Regions from separate parts of the Oryctolagus cuniculus genome. Here region 1 is linked to region 2. The links are chromatin contacts, called in public Hi-C maps. All regions are on one chromosome and are shown on one strand. Each heading gives the region's core, a stretch centred on a gene start, on an enhancer-like site or on the middle of the called end of the contact. The rest is flanking DNA. Distances are from core to core; before and after follow the strand shown.

Region 1 (6,783 bases), core at 1,116-3,615, 180 kb before region 2:
ACACCCATGACCCAGAAGGGGGAGGAGGACACGCCAGGCCACATGTGGGATGCCTACGTGAGTGCACCCGTGGGTGCTGTGTTCTTTCCCGTTATCCTGGAGGTAAGGCTAAGGCTCATACCCTCAGCCAGGGCAAATGTGCTCCTTGGCGGAACAAAAGTCCCCTCCTGCTAGAAGCGATCCCCGGCACACACAATTTCCTCTCCCAGAATAGCAGGCACCAGTGGGGTTAGCCTGGTGGCATGGGGAGGGGTGGGCAGGTAGATTCAAACCCACAGCTGGGGGCTCACTCACCACCTTGAAGTCTTCAGCACTGCAAACCTCCCCCCGGAAATGGCAGGAGAGCAGCATGTCCCGAATGTCGTGCCCAGCTCGGTCGTAGAACTCGCGCATGTTGAAGGGCTTGGGCTTGAAGCTGCGGAAGTTGGCCTTGTCTTGCAATATCTCCAGCTGCTTTTCATCCGCCATCTGTGTGTCCGGTATCTCGTACCTGGAGTTCCCAGGGCGTGAGTAGCGCATGGGTTAGCACAGCCACCAATGCCCCCGTACTCAACCTGCAGCCCTGGGGATTCGGCTTGGACACAGGCAAGCAAAGAGCTGGGAGTGCCCGGAGGACCTGCCTGCCACATGGAGTTTGAGAAGACAGAAGGAGCTGCAGTGGTTGTCCGAGGGCTGAGCATCCCAGCACACAGGGTGGGGTGGGCAGAAATATCAAGGCTGGAGCTATGGCTTCTACATTCCAGTCTCTACCCTTGAAAGACACTGTGTCTGCTTCCTCAAGACGCAGTAGCGGGGGGGGGGGGGGGGGGCAGAACTTACTCACAGCACAGGCTGGGTAGGGGAAGAGCTGTCTTTGGCTTGTGTTGGGATCAGAGATGGGACGCACTAAGCAGTACATCAGCTTCTCTGAGCAGCAAGTTGCTGGGGTAGGGCAGGGGTGCAGCTGGAGGGCAGGGCTGTGATGGATTAGGGAGGCGAGCACGGGACTCCAGGGATGGGGCGGGGACGGGGTTGGGAAAGCACCCACCTGTTGTTGAGCAGGGCCAGCAGCTCCCCGGCATGGTACAAGTCATTCTTGGAGACTTGGCTAAAGCGGAACTCATTGAGGTTGCACAGCGTGACGGCCGGGAAGGTGAGCTGGGAGGCAGCCACCTCGTCGAGCTTGGTGACGTGGTGGTAGTGGAAATAGTACTGCACACGTTCTGTGCACACGCACAGCAGCACGGCCAGGGAACCCAGGAAGCACAGGGCCCACAGCGCCCGCTTCAGAGACAGCCGCTCGTAGGAGAAGATGTGCGCCAGGCCGTGCAGTGTGGAGCTGCTGGCGAAGGCCTGGATGCTCACCGGCTGGACGCCACCCACCTCCTCCTCTTCGGCCTTCAGTTCCATCCTTGCCCAGGGGATCCTGGGGGCGGGGGGAGAGGGGGGTGTCCTGAGGTGACAGTACACTGTGGGGTCCTCCAACAGTGTTCACCCAGACATCATTGTCCCCAAGGGGTGGAAGACTTGCCTGGTGTGCCAGCCCCGGAGGTGGCTGCCCTAGGGACACATCCCAAGGCTGGGGTCTTCCAAAGACAGAGGTGAGGGGGGGGGGTGTCAGCTCAGGCAAAGAGCATGCTCTCCCACGGAGGATTCCCAGGCCAGGGAGGACCCCAGATACAGTCCTGCCCTGCAAAAGGGAACTCCTGATGCTCCTACGGCCAGGCACTGGAGTTCCCTCTAGATGTGGGGTCACTCTGGGACAGGAACGTCCACCCATCCTAGAGACCAAAACTCCCCCACGTGGGCTGAACCCGGGTCAAGGGTATCCCCAGGAATGGGGATCCCTCCCCAAGAGCTAACCTGGCCAGAAACCCGAGGGAGGCGGGTGCATTCGGGGAGGGGCGAAGCCCGAGTCCTCACCTGCCTTGTCTCCAGTTCCCACAGGCGCAGGCTGTGTGTGTACGCTTGGGTGGGGGGTGGCGGGCTGCCCGAGGTGGATGCACGGGGGAGGGGGGGCGCGGCTCCCTACGACAGCGAGCTGTCCCCGCCCCGGACGCTAACCCGCTCCCCCACCCCAGCACCCCCCCCCCCTCTTAGTCCAGCTCCTCGTCGCAGTCCTATTCCCCGCCTGGCCCCCGCCCCCTCCCCAGCCTCCAAGCCTCCAAGGCAGACGGGAGCAGAGTCCCGGCTGCCGGGCGCGGGGAGTCCCGCGGCCAGGGGAGGGGGAGGGGGATCGGAAACCCACCTGAGGGGGCCTTCGGGAAGCCGGCAGCCGGCGGCAGGTCCTGGGCGCGGGCCGGGGGCGGGCTCAGCGCCGAGCCGCCGAGGGGCTCATGGCCCGGAGCCCGAGCCCGCGGCCGCCGCGGCTCGCCGCGCAGAGCCCTGCAGGGAGCGGCCCGCCCGGCCCGCACGGCTCTGATGCGCCCGCCCGCCGCCCGCGCGCGCCCGCGGGCCCGCTGGCCTCGGCTCGGTCCGCCGGGGCTCGGCGCGCGGCGCGGTGCTCTCAACCCCGGGATCTGCAGGGATCCATCGTCCGGCCGGCGGCGGCGGGCGGGGCGCGGCGCGGCGCGCGGGGCGAGGGTGCGCGTGCGCGCCCGCGAGTGTCTGCGAGGGCGGCTCCGGGCCCGACCGGGAAGCGGGACCGAGGAGGGCTTCGCGCGGGCTCGCCGCCGCGCCGGGGCCGCCTGCCTGCTGCGAGGCCCGGCGGCTGGCTTGTGAGTCTGTGCGCGCGATGCGAGCAGCAGGGAAGACGTCTGGCTCCTTCGGATCGATGCTCCCGCCTCTTGCTGCTGCTTCTCTGGTGGCACACGCGCGCGCACACACACACACACACACACACGCTCGGAGTCACACTTGCCGTGCGGAGACACAGGCACATACGCAGGCCTTCGCCGCACCGCCACTCTCAACCACACCCCCACCCCGCAGCCGCCCACGCATCCAGGGCCCTGACCCACAGGCTCCCCGCCTCCGTGTGCTGTGCTGCGCACACACATGCACACACGTGAACGCACACAGCCCTGGCCGCCCAGACCCCATCCTCCATGGAGGCTGCATGTCTGCTGCCCCTCACTTCCAAATCTCTAAAGCAAGAGCAGAAAGCAAGAAGGAGAAATCCCAGAGGTCAAGGGGATTCAGACAGAAGTGAGGAAAGGGAGGAAGAGGGGGCAGGATGGAGAAGGGTTGGAAGGGGAAGCTGTGTGTGCCCTGCGCGCCCTGAACCCAGGCCTGGGAGCTGCTTCGGCAGCTCTCGCCTCTCTCCTTCCCTCCCTCCCTCCCTCCTCCTGGGGGGGGGGGGGCTCCCTATCCAATTAACAGAGAAGGCGCAATCAAGGGAAGTTGTTAATTTGCTGATGCTCATTAGGGGCTCTTAGCACGGAGGCTGTTGAGGTCTGATGGTGTCAGATGATGAACACGGAGGGTGCGGGGGACCAGAATTCCATCGCTAGCGGCTCTCGCAGCCCTGGGAGAGGAAAGATGAGAAAGAACCTGTCGTCGTGAGAAGGGGCGGGCGCAGTGGAAAGAAGGTGGAGGAGAAGTTGTGAGGGGCTGCGAGTAAGGGGTACATACGAAAAGAACAAGGATCTGTCGATCCGTAGAAGGAGTATGGAGCTAGTAGGGATGTCGGGATCCACAGACGGCGGCCCGAGCTGCCCAAAGGAAGGGAGACTCTTCAAGTGTTAGGCTTGGGGAGCTGTCCAAGCAGCACCAGGCGGTGCCGGCAGGCTGTCATGTCTCTGGGCAGCCGCTGGGTGGCAGCACACTCCCAGATACTCAGCATCCACTCAGGGGGCATTTGGGAGTGGGAATCCTCCTGGGAGGGTCCCAAACAGGGACCCGAGGAAGCGCGGGGCAGTCTGACTCCTGAATTCCAGATGTCCTCAGGGGGAGGGGAGGAGCACTTTGGAGCATCTTGGAATTTCCCCAGCTCCCCACACTGGCAGGCTGAGTGACACGTGGCGCCTCTTCAAATGGCAGCAAATTGCTTCAGTCACCTGGGAGCTACTGAGGGAGCAAGCAGCGGGGGTGGAGGGAAGGGGATGAGGTGAGGCGGAGGCAGGCCAGGGCTGATCGAGGCCAAGGAGGAGTCGGGAAGAGAGGAGTCAGGACCAGGGGATCTCAGCTTCCAGACCTGGCCATGCTGCCCATTAGCACGGGCAGGGCCTTTTCTGAAAGATGGAGATAATATTGGTTTCACATGACTTTTTGAGGATCACATGAGCTGATGCATGGAAAATGCTTAGTACGTTGGCTTGTGCTTAGAAAATAACTATTACTGTTCGCGTTTGAGTGCAGCGGTAAAACCACAGCCTCCAACCTTAGAAAGTGTTGTCTTTTTAAAACTTTTTCTTTTAACGTATTCTCAGGGGCTGATGCTGTGGCATAGCTCACTAAGCTTCTGCCTGCGGTGCCAGCATCCCATATGGGCACCGGTTCGAGTCCCAGTTGCTCCATTTTTGATCCAGCTCTCTGCTATGGCCTGGGAAAGCAGTAGAAGATGGCCAAAGTCCTTGGGCCCCTGCACCCATGGGGGAGACCCAGAAGAAGCTCCTGGCTTCTGGTTTCAGCCTGGCCAAGCCCTGGCTGTTGTGGCCATCTGGGGAATGAACCAGTGGATGGAAGACTCCTTTCTTTCTCTGTCTCTCCCTCTCTCTGTCTGTAACTCTGCCTCTCAAGTAAATAAATAAATGATTTTTTAACTTGTTTTTCTTTAATTGAAAGACAGAGAGATAGAGACAAAGAGAGATCTTCCATTTGCTGGTTCACTCCCCGTAAATGGCCAAAACAGCCAGGTCTAGGCCAGGCTGAAGCCAGGAGCCAGAACTCCATCCAGGTCTCTCACAAGGGTAGCTGGGACTCAAGTATTTGAGCCATCATCTGCTGCCTCCCAGTCTGCATACTAGCAGGGAGATGGAATCAGAGGTGGAGCCAGGACTCAGACCCAGGCACCCTGATATGGGATGTGGGTGTCCCAAGCAGAGTCTTTTTTTTTTTTTTTTTTTTTTTTTTGACAGGCAGAGTGGACAGTGAGAGAGAGAGACAGAGAGAAAGGTCTTCCTTTTGCCGTTGGTTCACCCTCCAATGGCCGCCGCTGCAGCCGGCGCACCGCACTGATCCTGGCAGGAGCCAGGAGCCAGGTGCTTTTCCTGGTCTCCCATGGGGTGCAGGGCCCAAGCACCTGGGCCATCCTCCACTGCACTCCCTGGCCATAGCAGAGAGCTGGCCTGGAAGAGGGGCGACCGGGACAGAATCCGGCGCCCCAACCGGGACTAGAACCCGGTGTGCCGGCGCCGCAAGGTGGAGGATTAGCCTATTGAGCCACGGCGCCGGCTCCCAAGCAGAGTCTTAACCCTCCTAACTGCTGCCCACCGTGGGAAGTGCTTTCTTATGCATGACCTAAATCCCTCATGCTGTTGTTTCTTCTTCATTTGAGCTGAGAAGGGTTCCACCTTTCCCCCAATCCCCTACCCCAGACTTTTGCCCCATTCCTGCCCTGTGACTTGCAGCAAATCACCACTGTGGATTTTCCTGGGTCAAGCCCCACGATTGGCTGTGGGAGCCATGGTGAGAAGGGACTGTCCTCAAAATCTCTCAATGTCAAGTTGTTGACAGTTGAGTTTAGTGCACAGGCCGGGAGTAAAGGTAAGGCATTGGGGATGGCCAGTGCACAGCGGCAGGGGCCATCATCCTAGCAGAGGGGTTGTAAGGCAGGGGTGAGGGGAAGAGGAAGCTGGGGCTGCCTGTGCCCCCGGGTAAGACTGCACGGAAGGCTTCAAGAACGTGGTTGGTGTCTGCCCACCTCCGTCCAAGCCTTGACAGACCCTAGTTCCTTCAGCATCCTTGTGGCTCCTGATCCGCACTTCATCATCTCTTGTCCCTGCTGCCCCAGGCCCTTGGTGCGCTTCTTCACCTGGGGACTGACAGGAGAACAGGCCTGGTGCTATTCCTCCCTCCACTGCACTGGGGAAGGGCGTCTGGCCAGGACCTGCACCGGGCTGACCTGGATTCAAATCCCAGCTCATTGCACTAGTGCTGTGTGGTCCCAGGCGAGTAACTTAGCCTGTCTGAGGGCGCACCCTTTTCTGCAAGCCATAAAACCCAGCGGATGCCCACGCTGTGGAGCAGGCGAGTGCTTAGCAAACAGTAGGTGTCCCGGCAATAGCAGCAAGTGGTACGCTCATCCCCGAAAGGCAGAGGGAGGGCAAATCCCCCATGCACGGTTCCCTCGCAGATGGCCCCATCTGCTGTAGGTGCCGAAGCGGGGGAGGGGAGGGGAGGCAGAGCGGGGACAAGGCCCCCTGGGATTCCCAGACAGCTCCTCTTCACTCCCCGTGCATGAAATCGCACGCGCCCCAATCTGTCTGCATCCACTTCATCTGCCGGCTCAGCAAATGCAGAGACAATTAAGGAGTTAATTAGCAGGCAGCTGGGAAGGGGCGTAGCAGCACCCCCCCCCCACTCCTCCACTCTCCATGTTGCCCCCCGACCCATGACCCTCTTCTCCTCCTGTTTTCTCTGTGTTCCTTTGGAACCCTACCCCCACCATTATCTGCCACTCTTGCCTCCTCCCCCTCTACCCTGCCCATCTCTCCTGTCTTCTCCCCCTAATCTCTCTCCTCTTCCACTCAGCTCCTTGCCCCATTCCCACCCAAGGAATCACCTTCCCCAGCCTTCAGGGACTCCCTTTTCTCCTCCCATGACAGCCCCCTCTGCTCTCTCCAGCCTTCTGCTCTCCTCTCCTCATCACCCTTCCCTCTGCAGTGTGACTTCAGGTCTCAGTCAATGTGCCTTGTGCGCTGG
Region 2 (7,003 bases), core at 3,104-5,603:
CCCAGGGCTCCTATAGGTCTCATCTTTGAGCTGCAGGTGCAATGTCACCTGTCTGCCCACAGCCCTCATAACAGCATCAGGCCAACTTCCAGGCACTTACCAGTGCCCCCTGCCACCCCCTGCCAATCTGAGGGCTTCCTGGAAGCCAGGCTTGGCTTTAGGGCCCCTTGTGGTCTCTCCAGCCCTCTGAGAGTTCCCCCACATCCCCGCAGCCGGTGCCACAATACAGGTTTGTAGAATAATGAACGCGTTTCAGGGGCTTGGGGAACACAGAGCTTTCTACACGCAAGTGACGGAGGCACTGGGCACAGCCCAGTTCACAAGAATGTGAGTCAATTTCAAGGATTCTGATCCTGTGTGGACCAGTGGTTCATAACCTTGGAGCCGCTGGCTTCCTTCCCCCAAGGGAAACAGGCTGTGTACCTGTCATGTCATACGCTGTCTCCGGAGGGTTATGCTCCCTGGGCTGGTACCCAAGCGGGGGAAAACTATGTAGGGGGCAGGGAAGAAGAGGAGGCAGCATCACCGGTGTCACCGTGGACAGTGGGACGGCTGGGTGGGGGTAGCAGGGGTGGGGGCAGAGAGGAGCTGTTCCCAGCCCATCAGACCAAGCAAACCCCCACCCCACCTCCAGGAGAGCAGCGGGGTAGAATGACCGCTGGGATGCTCAGGTTCAAATCCTGGCTTTGCCACTTCCCAGCTGTGGACCTTGGGCAAACACGTAACGTCAGTTTCCCCTGGAATAATACAGTCCCTGATGGATTGAGATGTTAAGAAAACTGAGAAGGCTGAAACATGTCTCCAGAGCACATCACAGGCACTCAATCCCTGCTCACTGCTCCCTGAAGCATTTGTTTAGCCTCTGAGAGCAGGGTCCTGAGGGCACAGCAAGAAGACTTGGAAGAAGGTCCCCTCCTCCAGGAAGCCTTCCCTAACTCCCCACTCCCACTCATGGGTCCGATTCCAAGGGTCGGGTTCCAGCACCCAGGGGGAGCTTTGTATTTTCCTGGATTATACTCTTGGTCTTCCCTGAGCTCTTCGACCGCAGGGATCCTGTGTCTCTGCTGTGTCTTTCTGCCTGGCACGTAGTAGGTGCCCAGTAAGCAGGTGTTGACTAGGAACAGAGATGGGAGGTGTCGGGAAGGTTCCAGATTCCAGGCTGTCGCAGGGGATGCGGGGAGTGGGGCACTGAGCAGCCAAGCAGCAGGTGAAGGGATTAAAAGGGTGGGAGGGGGTGTGACCTGGGTGGGGCGGCGGGGCTGTGGCAGGCAGTGTCACTCTAACCGGGCTCTGACTTGTCTCTCTCTCTCTTTCCTTTCCCTAGTTCCTGGCATTTGACACCCAGTTGCTGATGGGTAACCGTCGCCACTCGCTGAGCCCCGAGGAGTATATTTTTGGAGCCCTCAACATCTATCTGGATATCATCTACATTTTCACCTTCTTCCTGCAGCTTTTTGGCACCAACCGGGATTGAGGAGCCCCGCCCCCCGCCCCCACCCCTGCCTCTCCCTCAGAACGCCCTCTCCCCTTGCTCTCCCAAGACCAGACATAAAACTAGCTGCCCGCCAGCCCACGTCTCATGTGCCCCGCCCGGCCCCTAAGATGTCGCATGTGCATTTACCATCAGGGCCCCATGGAGAACCTTTCCAATGACATCTTCCAGTTTGGGACAGTCACACTCGAAGGCCCCTCTGAGTCTGGGGATCCGAGGGACGGGTGAGAGGGACCTGGCAGGATTTCCCAGGACGCCTGGAGCTGCCACTGTGCCACAGGTCGGCACTGTCACTTTGGAAGGAAGGGGGGATGCTCACAGGTGGGGGATGAAGTGAGAGAAGGGCCTCCCACCAGTCGCTTGCTCCAGGGGCTTGGGCCCAGGGGCCCAGGGCTGCAGGAGAGAGGCAGGAAGCCGGTGCCTCTGCTGCTTGCCTTGGTTTCCCCTCCTGGGTGTGACGGAGCTCTGTTGGGGCAGGAGGTTTGGACATGGTTGGGGGGAAGGGGGCTTCTCCTGAAAAAGGCCCGTCCTGGGTCCCCTGGAGAGCAGGGAGTGACCCTCTGTAGTACGTGACCCTCCGCTGTGTCCACAGGGCAGGTGTTGGGGGTGTGGAGCCAAGTCCTACACCTCCCCTCTGCCTCCATTCTCTCATTTCTAGCCCCGGCCTGAGGCTTGGAGAGAGGTGTGCAGGCCCTCAGGCAGGAGGCTCTGGGGGAAGAGGCAGTGGCTGCAGCAGCTGGGCCACCCCCTCTGGAGGGCGCCTTGTCCTGCCCCCCCCCCAAGTCCCCTCTGTACCTGTTTCCAGAGCCCTCCCCCACCTGCTCCCCTTTGCTAGCCTCCCCCCCCCCCCCCCGCCGGGCCTCCTAAGGCCTTAGTGGTGTTGGCAATGCCACGTCCCTTCCCCACAGGCCCACAGCCCCAAGCCCCCGCCCCCACCCCTTATCGCTGCATCTCCTTTGCAAGTTGTCCAGCCCTGATGCTGACAGCCAGGGCCAGGCCCTCCGGCTGGCCCCATGCGCTGAGGCCAGGGCTCCCTTATCAGCCTCCAGGCGGCTGGGATCTCAGGCAGGGTGTGCGTTGGGTCACCCAAGCTCGGCCAGGGGAGGGGACTGGGGGGCCACACCTGGAGAACGTGCAGCTGGCATGTGTGCATGGCCAGCTCCGGGCCAGTGGAAAGTTACTGGCTGGAGGCAGGGAGGCCTGGGCTGGATGGCTCGGCCCTCCTTTCGCCTCTCCCTCCAGGGGCTTCTCTTCCCTTTTTCCTGGGGGTGGGGTGTGCTCTGTTCACCCCTGGAAGGCCTCAGAGATGTTATCTCCATCCCCCACCCAGCCCTCCACACCCTCCTGCTTCGAGTTTCCAAGAAACATTGCAGAAGCCTTTGCAGTTTTGTTCCATCTTGGGTTGTGAGCAGAAAAGGAGCCCAGAGCCAGGTGGTGTGTGTGTGTGTGTGTGTGTGTGTGTGTGTGTATTGGATATGTGAGCAGAAAAGGAGCCAGCAGGCAGGGTGTGTGTGTGTGTGTGTGTGTCTGCACCATGCCAGCCTTGCTGCTCTTACACACCTGCTTGTTGCTGTCTGGGGTTCGGTTTTCCCGCCCATAGCCATGTTGGGATTGGGGGGGGGGTGAGAAGTGGCACCTGAACACTTCTAAGGATCTTCAGAAGGTTCGAGGAAAATGCGTATTATGACAACAACCCCATGGATCTGGAAAATTTTTTTTGCCCTGAAATAAATATCGTTTAATTCCATTTTCCACGAACTTCTGAAATCCCTTCTGTCCACCAACTGCCTCACCCAGCTGTGACCCAGGGGTTCCTTGCCCCATCTCTGGCCTCCATTTTGTTGTTTTGTTTTAAGATGTATTTATTTACTTGAGAGGCAGAGTTACAGACATAGAAAGAGAGAGAGAGACGTCTTCTACCCACTGGCTTATTTCCCCAATTGGCCACAACAGCCGGAGCTGCGCAGATCCAAAGCCAGGAGCCAGGAGCTGCTTCTGGGTCTCCCACATGGGTGCAGGGGCCCAAGGACTTGGGCCATCTTCTACTGCATTCCCAGGCCACAGCAGAGAACTGGATTGGAAAGTGGAGCAGCCGGGACTTGAACTGGCGCCCTTATGGGATGCCGGCACTGCAGACGGTGGCTTTGCCTGCTTTACCACAGCGCAGGCCCCTGGCCTCAGTTGTTACCAACCCCCACTGTCCTGCCACTCAAAACTCTGCCTTTCTCCTGCTTCCGCATCCAGCGTCCAAGTCCTCCTCTTCTTAGGCTAATTCATGCCCACTGAGAGAGTGCCCAAGGCGGAGAGTTAAAATCCCGGGGGGCTGGGACGCCCTCAGCCAGGAAGTAGGGGTCCCGAGCAGGCTCCGGCCCTGCAGGGCTGTGCAGGACCAGGGCATAGCACCCGCCTTCCACCTTGCATCCAGGCAGCGGCGAACCCAGAACACCTGCAGTGGTCTTGGACAGAGCAAGGGCGGGGGAACGGGAATGCAGGATTACGGGAAACCGAAGCCGGGCAGGTGTGCAGGAGGCCGCTGGCCCCTTGCATTTTTGGCCTGGGTGGGGCTGGGGCGGTAAAGTGGTAGATTGGATTTGAGAAAACCAGAGGCAGCCGGGAACCTGACGCCTTGTGACCAAAGCTAGAGGTCACCCGCTCATGCCCGGTGGCTAGGAGTTCCTCTCCTTTCCTCTCTCCCGGACGCCAATTCCCAGGCACACGCGTGGCCCCTGCCGTACGGCTGGGGAAGCCCCAAGAATCCTGTTCTTCCACCTCCCTGGGATCGGGGCTGGAACAGACACCCTTGTTCCGAAGGGTTCCGCGGCTGCCTCCCTGGGAACACGGGCCCTTGGTCCGCACGCTGAACCGGGGAGCACGGGCCGGGCTGGCTCTCTGCTGCCCCTCCGCGGCTTCCTGAGGGAATGCAAGGTCTGGTTATGAGGGAGGGAAACCGAAGGGGCCTTAGAGCGGGGGGAGGGGGGGGGGCCTTGGAGGTGGGGGCCCGGATCTGGTTGCAGTTTTCCTCAGACCGTCCTAGACCTGACTTCCCAGCAGCCCCAGCTGTGTCCCCTATGTTCCAGGGATTGCCGCATCTTCTCAGTCACCGTTCACCTGGGTGCCCCAAACCAACCCTGAGCCACCCCCTCCCCTGGGCGGCTGCCCTGAGGGTCTGAGGCAGAGCCCCCCCCTCCCGTGTCGCGCCCCGGACCCTGTGGGCCACAGTGCAGACGCCGCTGCTGTCCTGACCTGCGCTGCTCCGAGGTCCCCGGAGACCAGTGACTGCTCCCTGGGGCCTCGCCATCGGGGGAGGGGGGAGTGCTCATGTCCCACTGGAGACAGGAATAAAAACATTTAGCACACATGAACCTGATCCTTTTTTCCCGCCGCAGCGCTGCCATCCACTGTAGCTAAGTTTGCCTTTTTCTGTAGAAAAAGCAACAGGGCTCTCCTTCCCAATAAACCCTTTATGTAGATTTTAGGATCCTGGGTGAGGAAAGTCCCCAGAGAAGCCCCTCTGGACAGGGACCACACTCCTTTCCATGGAAGCCTATTTCTTGGACAGCTCTGGTAGAAGATTCTGACTTGTCTTTGTTTTATCTTTTAATTTAACAGGCAGAGAGACAGAGATGGGGAGAGAGAGAGAACTCCATCAACGGGTTCACTCCCCAAATGCCCCGGGAGACAAGAACTCAATCCAGGTCTCCCATGTGGGTGGCAGGGACCCAACTGCCTGAGCCACCTACTGCTACCTCCCAAGTAGTTAGCAGGAAGCTGGAGTCCGGAGCCGGAGCTGGGACTTGGATGTGGGATGCAGGAACCAGCATCCTAACCTCCAGACTAAAACGCCTGCCCCAGTTCTTCCTTGCTTTCTCTCAAAGGAAAGCCTGTGTCACACCTGGACAGAGCCCCTGGAACAGCAACTTCAAAGCCGGGCAACTTCTCTTTTGGATTTAGAATGCATGGTCTCAGTAAGCAATTTGGGGTGAATGGAGGAACCCCTGGATGAATGGATGAATCTCCTCCAACCCTTTTCCTTTTTACCTAAGTGGCAGAAGATGCTGTGACTCATCCAACTTTAGACCTGGGAGTAGGAGATGCCGGTCATGTCCCAGGACAGGAAGCAGGTGCAGAGGCTCCAGGCTGCACAGCGAGTGTCCCAGGTCCACGCTGCCCCATGCTGCTGCAGCAGAAAAGCAGTACCAGGATGGGCACCATGGCAGGAGGCAGCCCCTGGATCAGCGCGGAGGGGCGGGACAGGTGGGAAGGAGGGGATGTGGCAGCCCCCTGCCTCCGAAGCCCCCCCCCCCAGCCTCCCCACTCTCCCACCCAGTCTACTGCTGTTAGTTTGCTGGGGCTGCCCTAACAACTTCCCACAACCTGTTGAGCTTAGAACAGCAGGTAATTCATTCTGCCGCTGTTGGGGGAGGCTGGGAGCCTGGAATGGGGCATCAGCAGGTTGATTTCTGGTGGGCCCTGCTCCTCCGGCTGCCGGCAGCCCCTGGTGCTTCTCTCAGCTCAGCCTCCATCTTCATGGGGCCTTTTCCTCTGTGTCTTGAATCTACCTCTCCTTTCTCTTTTGAGGTTACCTGTCTCTGTATTTAAGGCCCTCCATGAATCCAGCATGATGATCTCATCTCAAGATCCTTAATTGGGGGCTGGCGCTGTGGCATAATGGGTAAAGCCGCTGTCTGCAGTGCCGGCATCCCATATGGGTGCTGGTGCTAGTCCCAGCTGCTCCACTTCCGATCCGGCTCTCTGCTATGGCCTGGGAAAGCAGTGGAAGATGGCCCAAGTCCTTAGGCCCCTGCACCCATGTGGGAGTCATGGACGAAGCTCTAGGCTTCAGATCAGCCCAACTCTGATAGTTGCAGCCATCTAGGGAGTGAACCAGCAGATGGAAGACCTCTCTCTCTCTCTCTCTCTCTCTCTCTCCCTCTCCCTCTCCCTCTCCCTCTCCCTCTCCCTCTCCTCTTTCTGTGTAACTCTGATTTTCAAATAAATGAATAAATCTTTAACAACAACAACAAAAAAAGATCCTTACTTGGAAAAAAGACCTAGTTTCCCAAGAGGTCACATTCACAGGTACAAGGATTTAGCATTCGGACATATCTCTCTGCAGGAACAGGGGGTGGGGGCCACTGTCCAACCCAGGACACCATCCATTCCCTTCTGGCAGCTACTACCCCAGGTGGTGACCTCCATGTACCTCTTTCTTCCCATTTCCAGACGCCAGTGAGGCTGGAGGGTTCCAGAGCCAAGCGACCCTGCCACCTGCCACCTGCCTCTGCTCACATCTGGCTACTCCCAGCAAACATGTGTGCTCCCATACACACACCCAGTGCACCCCCAGATGGCTAAGACACTCCTCCTCCAGGGGCTCTGCTTTCTGCCCTGCAGAGAGGACTGAGCCTGGTCCCGTCGTACGGCACTTCTGTTCCCCTTCATTAGCTTTTCCACTGCATAAGGAGTTAGCCGCCCTGGGGCTGCTGTGCCTCGGTAAGTTCACAGTCAGCC

The links. Hi-C and Micro-C count contacts between places; a contact is called where the count stands out from the background.
Region 1: a contact with region 2 is called in a Hi-C map of an unstated tissue, with 4 times the contacts expected there. The contact joins the promoter of ASIC1 here to the enhancer-like site in region 2. A contact is called at or near these places in 2 of 6 Hi-C or Micro-C datasets (ear pinna and an unstated tissue).

Annotation. Positions count from the first base shown.
Region 1 is chr11:53,390,612-53,397,394 of mOryCun1.1, reverse strand. It overlaps ASIC1 (acid sensing ion channel subunit 1), which reads right to left and starts at 2,365. Exons shown (of 12, transcript XM_070052211.1): 1 at 2,228-2,365; 2 at 1,028-1,405; 3 at 295-490. The coding sequence starts at 1,389.
Region 2 is chr11:53,213,326-53,220,328 of mOryCun1.1, reverse strand. FAIM2 (Fas apoptotic inhibitory molecule 2) reads left to right here. Exons shown (of 12, transcript XM_002711124.5): 12 at 1,325-2,872. The coding sequence ends at 1,474. Among named protein-coding and RNA genes, the nearest start is that of BCDIN3D, 22 kb to the right of the region's middle. Within about 2 kb of position 4,353, at least 2 of the 8 cell types and tissues checked have an H3K27ac peak or open chromatin away from gene starts, as enhancers often do.